Linked DNA regions of Mus musculus: region 1 is linked to region 2. The links are chromatin contacts, called in public Hi-C maps. All regions are on one chromosome and are shown on one strand. Each heading gives the region's core, a stretch centred on a gene start, on an enhancer-like site or on the middle of the called end of the contact. The rest is flanking DNA. Distances are from core to core; before and after follow the strand shown. Region 1 holds the start of Tnks (tankyrase, TRF1-interacting ankyrin-related ADP-ribose polymerase). Region 2 overlaps Tnks (tankyrase, TRF1-interacting ankyrin-related ADP-ribose polymerase).

Evidence for each region. Hi-C and Micro-C count contacts between places; a contact is called where the count stands out from the background.
Region 1: a Hi-C map of bone marrow-derived macrophages shows a contact between it and region 2, with 2.3 times the contacts expected there. The contact joins the promoter of Tnks here to the enhancer-like site in region 2. A contact is called at or near these places in 8 of 39 promoter capture datasets (the 3T3-L1 cell line, 3T3-L1-derived adipocytes, the HPC-7 cell line and 4 more), 1 of 15 datasets of contacts at CTCF or cohesin (the NIH/3T3 cell line), 16 of 484 Hi-C or Micro-C datasets (the 3T3-L1 cell line, the BV-2 cell line, ECoMG-derived neutrophils and 9 more), 8 of 115 datasets of contacts at active chromatin or transcription factors (bone marrow-derived dendritic cells, bone marrow-derived macrophages, embryonic stem cells and 2 more) and 3 of 9 other capture datasets (adipose tissue, embryonic stem cells and macrophages).

What each region holds. Positions count from the first base shown.
Region 1 is chr8:34,963,669-34,967,272 of GRCm38.p6, forward strand. It overlaps Tnks (tankyrase, TRF1-interacting ankyrin-related ADP-ribose polymerase), which reads right to left and starts at 2,022. Exons shown (of 27, transcript NM_175091.3): 1 at 1,346-2,022. The coding sequence starts at 1,997.
Region 2 is chr8:34,876,563-34,880,370 of GRCm38.p6, forward strand. All of the region lies in intron 5 of Tnks (tankyrase, TRF1-interacting ankyrin-related ADP-ribose polymerase), which reads right to left. Among named protein-coding and RNA genes, the nearest start is that of Dusp4, 71 kb to the left of the region's middle. Within about 2 kb of position 2,254, at least 19 of the 459 cell types and tissues checked have an H3K27ac peak or open chromatin away from gene starts, as enhancers often do. A contact at or near this core is called in bone marrow-derived macrophages and microglia, where this site is marked.

The DNA.
Region 1 (3,604 bases), core at 772-3,271, 87 kb after region 2:
AGCAAAAGCAAAGTCCTGGTTGGTGTTCGACTGCATCTCAAGACAGAAAAGGCGCTGGAGAGATGCTCTGAAGTTAATTAAGCACTGCTTACTCTTCCAAAGTAGCTGAGCACCCTTGCTGGGTGACCCACAACTACCTGTAACTCCTATTCCAGGGAATGGATTGCCCTCTTGTCCCCACACACACACACACACACACACACACACACACACACACACGCACCTGGCATCACACCACAGAACATTAATGAATTACATGTACTCATGAAAAAAAATTTTTTAAGAAAAACTAACATTTAAAAGTGGAATGTTTGATACTTTATTTTAAAAGTGTCTTTTAATTTTGTATCTTTCTGTCCTATTTGAATTTATAATAAATGTGTAAGTACACACTTCAAAGGTACTGTTTTAAGGGCATCACCTATATTTAAAAAAAAAAATCAACCAAAAGTATCAAAGCAGTGAGATTACAGCCCTTTTAGTTTTGTTCTACATTTCTGTGTTTTATAAAAATATTCTGCGTTTCAAAAAGAAAACAACTACATACTCAGAAGGGGGATGGGGCAAAAAAAAGTTCAGTTCAGCATTTAGCAATCAGTGCCTATGTGGAGAGTTTCCCCGCCAGAGACTTCTTCCTAGATCCTTGCTCAAACAACCTCTCATCTTTGTCTCTAAGAAAATGAGCTGAGAGACAAGGTAAATACACAATGGACCTCAAAGCTGCGCCCTCGCTCTCGCTCTCTCTCTCGCTCTCTGTCTCTCTCTGCCCCTTATCATAAGGCACACAATACCCTTATCACTACTGTCTCCGACTGGCCCGCTGTAGTCTCTCCAAACAGACAGTCGACTTCATAGAAAACGTGACGTTTCACAAACCCCATTGTCTTGCGTTGTGTATCTTAAGAATATGAGAGATTCTTAAAACACTTGTTGAGTTACCGTACACTTCTTTTGGCCCGGGACTGTCTGTCCTCCGGGGACAAAACCGTGCCGAAAACAAAAACAAAAACAAAACTGTCTCACGAACGACAAAGCTGTCCCTAAAGCGACTCAAATGCAACTTGTCCCAGGCAGGCACACTCTGAACTGAAAAAGTTTTAAGCATGCCCACATCCAGGGTTGACCGCTACACAGAGTTTGCATAAGTTGAAGTACCACGGTTGCAAACACTGAGGGGTGAATTCACACCTCGTCCCCGCTTCCAAGTCCCCACCACCCATGCACTAAAAACTTCAGCTCTCGGGGTGAAGTCCTGCTAACAACCTGTAACTTCTTTGTCCTGGGTCCAATCACCCACCCTCCGCTCCGAACCCCGTAAACCACAATTCTCAAGTCCCAGACAGACCTGCTGCGAAGTGCAGGGGAGAAGACTTTCGGCCGGCCATGTCCTTGGCATTCACGTTCGCGGCGTCCACCAACCTCTTCACCCGGGACACGTCCCCATTCCGACAGGCCTCGAGCAGCTCCCGCAGGGCCCCACTCACGGCTGGGACCCCCGGGCCGAGGCCCGCCGCCCCGGCTCCCAAAGTTGCCGTGGAGCCAACTCCGGCCGCCTCGGGACTCTCCGCTAAGCTCGAGCCAGGGGAGGACGGGGAGGAAGACGAAGACGAAGTCGGGGAAGAAGCGGACGACGCGGAGTTGTTCCCGCCGCCGCCGCCGCCGCCGGCTGGGGTGGGAGCGACCCCGACGGCGGCGGAAGCTGCCGGGACCGCGGCCGGAGCAGCCACGGTGCAGACGGCGCCGTCCACCGGGTCGGGAGATCGCGGCCTGTCGGGCGGGTCCCGGCTGCCATCCCCCTCCGGCAGCGCCAGGCCGTGCCGCGGGGAGGCGAAGGGCGCCAGGCCGCCGGCCGTAGGCGAGGCAGGGGTGGGTCCCGGGGCCAAGCCCGGGCTGAGCGGCGGGGGAGGTGGCGGTGGCGGAGCCGAAGCCCCTGGGGCGGGCTGGAGCTGTTGCTGATGATGGTGGTGATGATGCTGAGAGCGACGCGACGCCGCCATCTTCCCACTCCCCCGTACTGTCACTGCGGCAACGGCGCCACCGCCCGCCCTCACTTCCGGATTCTGGACCAATCGGGATCCAACATACCCGGAAATGATTCCTGCCGAAGTGGGTGGAGTCCGAGAGAAGAAGGGAAGTATTGGAAGCTCAGAGAACAACCAGCCTGGGGGCGTGGCTTAGTAGTGGAGCGACGGGCTTTTGTGACGCCCTGGCGGGCTGGCTGGGCAGATTTGAAAGTTGTGGTGAGCCACTACCTGTCTGAGAAACTTCTGCCTTCCTTCACTTTCTGCGGGATTGCTTCGGTCGGCTTCAGTCTTCCCTCGGGTACCCGTCAGTCTGCGGTGTCTCCCTTCAGAAGAAGCTATTAAAGTGTAACTTATGCAAACATCTACCAAACGTCCTCGTCCGAAAATGGAATTAATAGTACCCACCTCACAAAGTTGTTTGCAGGAATGAAGTGAGCTAATGCATACAAACGCTCTGAAGAATAATTATAATTAGCACATTGGGAATATTTTTAAATGCAGTGTTAGATATCTCTCCACCTTACTGTCTCTTTGTACTGTCTCTTACGTCTCATTCTGACACGGGACAGGAGGGAAGGATAAGGGAACTTTATTCTCTAAGAGCATTTGTACTTAATACCGGAGAAAGGAATCCATGCACATACACACTGTCAATAGCTCAGTGTTGGGGTCTGAGAGTCGGATTATTGAATTTATACCCTAATACTGATTAGATCATGGACATAGCTCAGAATTATCTGAACTACATTATCTTTTTCTGTCAGCTTATAAAGGAAAACACACACACACAAACGACAATGAGATCTTTCTCAGGTGCAGGAAGTTCTGCCAGGTGATCAGGTCTGATTTAAGCCATTTTTGACATAACAGTTCATAATGACCTTTAATTTGATGGGCCCTATGTAAAGCTTTGTGGAATTCCTTAAGATTAACAAACCTCAGGACATACAGAACATAACAGGGGATGTGACCAGCATGACCCTTCTCTGAGTCAAACTATTTTTCTATGTCAAAGGCTGGTAGGCATATTACAGCAACAATATGAAATAGCTGGCAAGCATGGAACAAAATGGCCGCAACTATGCTAGTGGGTCAGGAGGACACACCGCTTGGTTTGTCTCTTCAGAGTTAAATCTGACTAAGGATGCTCTGAGAGGCATGCAAGACTCACTGGCATTGGGAGTATGCAAACCTAACTAGACAGAGAATAAGAAGGGACAGGAATGAGCAATGGGGGAGCGGGGTGGGGGAGGGGGAGCACCAGACGAGAATCTCGGAGACTGAGCAGACCACATGACATGAGAGACGTGGCCGTACTCTGGAATGACTGACTTCTTTCTTCTGCTTTGCTAGCGCAGAGACAACAGGTAAAGCAAGTCTCTAAAATGTTAATCCTGTCCTCTCAGATTACAGACACTTTGAAAAGAGCAGTTCAAAAATCTGTCCTGTCTCTGCTCCTTGGCGTTCGTGGCAATCGGCTGCACAAACTCTCATAGTCTGGTGAGAGTTTTCCCTGTAAGTTTTCTCACTCTGTGTATTAGTCTGGGTTCTCTAGAGTCACAGAACTTATGGAATGTCTC
Region 2 (3,808 bases), core at 1,004-3,503:
AATGGTGTCAGCAGGAAGTAGAGCCATGATATTGACTGAGGCTAAGAGAATCAACGTAAAGGGCGCACACGTGTCATGGTGCCATTTCATGACACTCCTTGAATATAGACGGCATCATTTTCATCAGCTGGGGCCTGGACTGATAGATGCAAAGAGCGAGCGAGCACGGGCATGCATACATTCACTCTGTCTAAACTGTGGAAGTGACGGACCAGCTGCTTCAGAACGATGGACTGTACTCTGGAACTGAAAGCTAAATTAAGCCCTTTCTCACTTCTGTTGTATCTGTCTTATCACAGCGATGAGAAGTGAAACTAAGATGGTGAATCTGCCTATAACTTTGTGTAAAGGTTTAAACTGACATTTCTTAACAGGAATGTGTGGTATTTGATGTATTTCCCAGGGAAAACTTCCACTGCAAAGTTATCATGTAAGTCATCAGAGAGCTGTTTATAGTACGCATATAGTGCTTTTCTTTTCTGTCGTTAAGAGGAAGATTTAGTGTGGCCTACATCAAACCCTCTGGAATTGTCCAAGCGCTGATGACCAGCTTGTTTGCTGTCCAGGACTTTCCCAGCTCCAGGAAACTCACTGTGGTTATCAGGGTACCAGGCAGATTTAACACTGGTCAAACTTCTTAGTGTCTAGAGAGCAGTGGTTTTCAACTGGGGGTGGATGGGTGGGGGGTATCAAATGACCCTTTCTTGGGGGTTGCATATCCTGTATAACAGATATTTACATTATGCTTCACAGCAACAGCAAAATTACAGTTATGAAGTAGTAACAATAATAATTTTATGGTTGGGGGTCACAGCATGAAAATCATGTTAAATGGCTGCATGACTAAGGTTAAGAACCCAAAGCTACAATGTGTATGTGTGTGTGTGTGTGTGTGTGTGTGTGTGTGTACATGCTTGTGTGTATCCTTAAATGCACTTGTGTTCCAAATAAGATCTATTACTTTAGTACACTAAGGACACTACTTATTAAGACTTAGTTCAAGATAATGAAAGCTGCCAATTTTGTCATCTACTGTGTTATTTCTTCCAAAGACTAAAGCAGTCTTTCTTAGCTCCATACATTCAACAATATAAGATACTGTTTACTTTGAATTTTACTCCAGATTCTTTCTCTATAGTTTCAACTACAAAATTATTTTGTAAAATAGCTTCATAATTTTTCAACATACAAATATGAAATCTTTGCTTCACTAAAAACAAGTTTAAAGAACTATAAAATACCCATGCATTTGTTTCCCACATTTGAATAATCACCTAACTGATGAGTCATTGTCCCATGAGCTTCTGTCATCAATTTTGACCCCCTAGACCCCCAAAGTAATCTCCAAAAACTTTTAGGGGACTGAAAGTTCCCCTTCACACACTCCACAGACGCCCCTAAACCTTACAGCGTTTTCCTCTCAGACTTCCAAGTTATCAAACAAAATGAATCTCATAATCTAATGTTGATGTCAATATTCATATTTTATGGTTGTTTATGTAAAATTAGTTTGCAAGAATCAAGATTAATATAATTGGTTACTGTGTATTGTAAATTTCTCAAATGAAAAACAGTTTTTATGCACCCTGATTTCTGCTGTTGTTAAAACCCTGCCCTAGTGAAGAAAAGGCCTGTCTCCTTGCTAATGCAGCTTGGGGCTACATCAGTGTTGCTGATAAACTGGAACTTACCTTTCCTCCTTCAAAAAAACCTTTTTAACTCTCTCACCGATTCCTACACAGTTTATAGAAGCCCAGCTTCTTCTTAAGAAAAGCACAGCATTTGCTATCAGTTTGCAAGAATACTTCTATCAATCTATGAGTGAATGTAGAAATTATCTTACCTTTAAACTCTGTCTTAGGAAATATATATACATGTAAACAAATACACAGCCTGAAAATCCAACTTTTTTGGCCTATAAATAATATCTAGCCTTTAAGGTCTGCCTTAAAAAACATTCACATATGTATTTCCTCAATTTTAGCTGGTCTCAAATTACCAATTTCTTTATACTAACCATCCTCTCCAGAATAGAACCCCTTTAAACATACAGATTAATATATTCTGTCCGAAAATTCAAGCAGTGCAGAAAACAAAACAAACAGTTGTATTATTCTGCAGCAAGCCTCTTTCCCAGAGGCAAATCACACTGACAGCTGCTCAAAGACCCGTGGAGACTCTGTCTATGAGAGTGCTTGCGTTTCCTCAAGTATGTTTTGTCACACCAATAGGACTGTGTTCTACTCTCCTGTGACTTGATGTTCTTCCTCCTCCTCTGCTATTACAGAAGTCTATCTTCCTCTTTTTATATATGTACAGTATGTCTACTGTGTGGCTGTTCCATGATTATTTACTCACTGCCTATAAATGAGTATTTAAGTATTTCAATTCTTGCTCTATTTTACTAAAGCATATCTCATTTGGATCTATTACTTGGTAAAAAAAAAAAAAACCAGATCAGTGTTTTTTCTGATACAAATAAAAGACTACATCAGCCATTAAATCAAAATTCCTAGGCAAAGACAACAAACAGAATCAGAACTTGATTAAATTCCTATCAACAGAGACATGATTAATCTGCTATGATGGAAAGCTCTAAGAAGCTCTTTGAGACACTGATATTTAGATGAGAATCCAAACAAATTAAAAGCCAGAAAATCAATATGGGCACGCATCCCTGGAAATAAGTGCATCTCCTTGCTGAGCCCTGCCTTTTAGGTCGTGTAATTATGAAGATCAGCATCTATGAAGTTTCTTAATGCTTACAGACAACCACCAAGAATATTACAAAGTGTGTGTGTATTAACAGGCTAACACAGTAAGTATCTAGGTTTGAAACTATGATTACCACCACAGGACAAATGAAGAAGCCAGGGAACAGGGAATAGGAGAGGTGACACCACTCTCGCTCTGTATTCCTTTCCTTCCACTGACAGCAGCTCAGACTCACAATGGACCTTCCGAAATGGACAGCTATGACTGAGTGGCAAGTAAGTTAGTATCTGTGGCAAGGCATGCTCAGACTCTCAGGTCACTGCAATGAAGTACAGCCACAGTGGGGCCACACCACTGCAATGAGCACCCAGAACTGATGGTCTTCTTAGTATCAGAAGCTGCCTGGAGATACAGGACAAGGAATGGACTACATATGGAAAGCAAGCTTTATTCTACTTTCTTCCCATAGAAGAATTTTCTCCAGAACCCTCAGAAAGATAGACACTTGCTCTCTTCTTGAAGCAAGCTCCTCCAATTGTGTCAACTATTTACAGAACAAGAGGTGGCTATTCCTTTGTTGGTTAGTATCTCTTCTTAGATAACCAAACAGATGCTACATCCAGATCAAACTGAGTTTTCAGCCAGGAAGAGCTCTTTTCAAAGAATTAATTTAAACACAACCTGTTGGTTTTATTCCTTGAGAAGGTCCCAACTGCACTGACAGACTAGACCAGCTGTCACTTAAGGCCTCTGCCTAGTGAGCGTCTGTGAACTCAGATGGGCTACAGGGCAGGTTAACTGGTAGTTTACAGCCTCAGAGAGCACAATCTTCCAAAGTGACACAGCCTCATCTTTAGGAAAGAATGCAAATGTCTGAATTCAAAGTTATAGAACTATGCCATGCTTTATAAAACGTGTATTCTACATTTCAACTACCTTAGATTCAAAGTGGGTTCTGGATGCATGAGGCCTGCAAGTTCAAGGCCAGCCCATGTAACTTAGCAAGACCTCCATCTCAAAATAAAATGAAGGCTGGGGATATTATCTCTGAGGTGAAGCACCTGCTTAGCATGGAGAAGGCCCTAGACTTGAC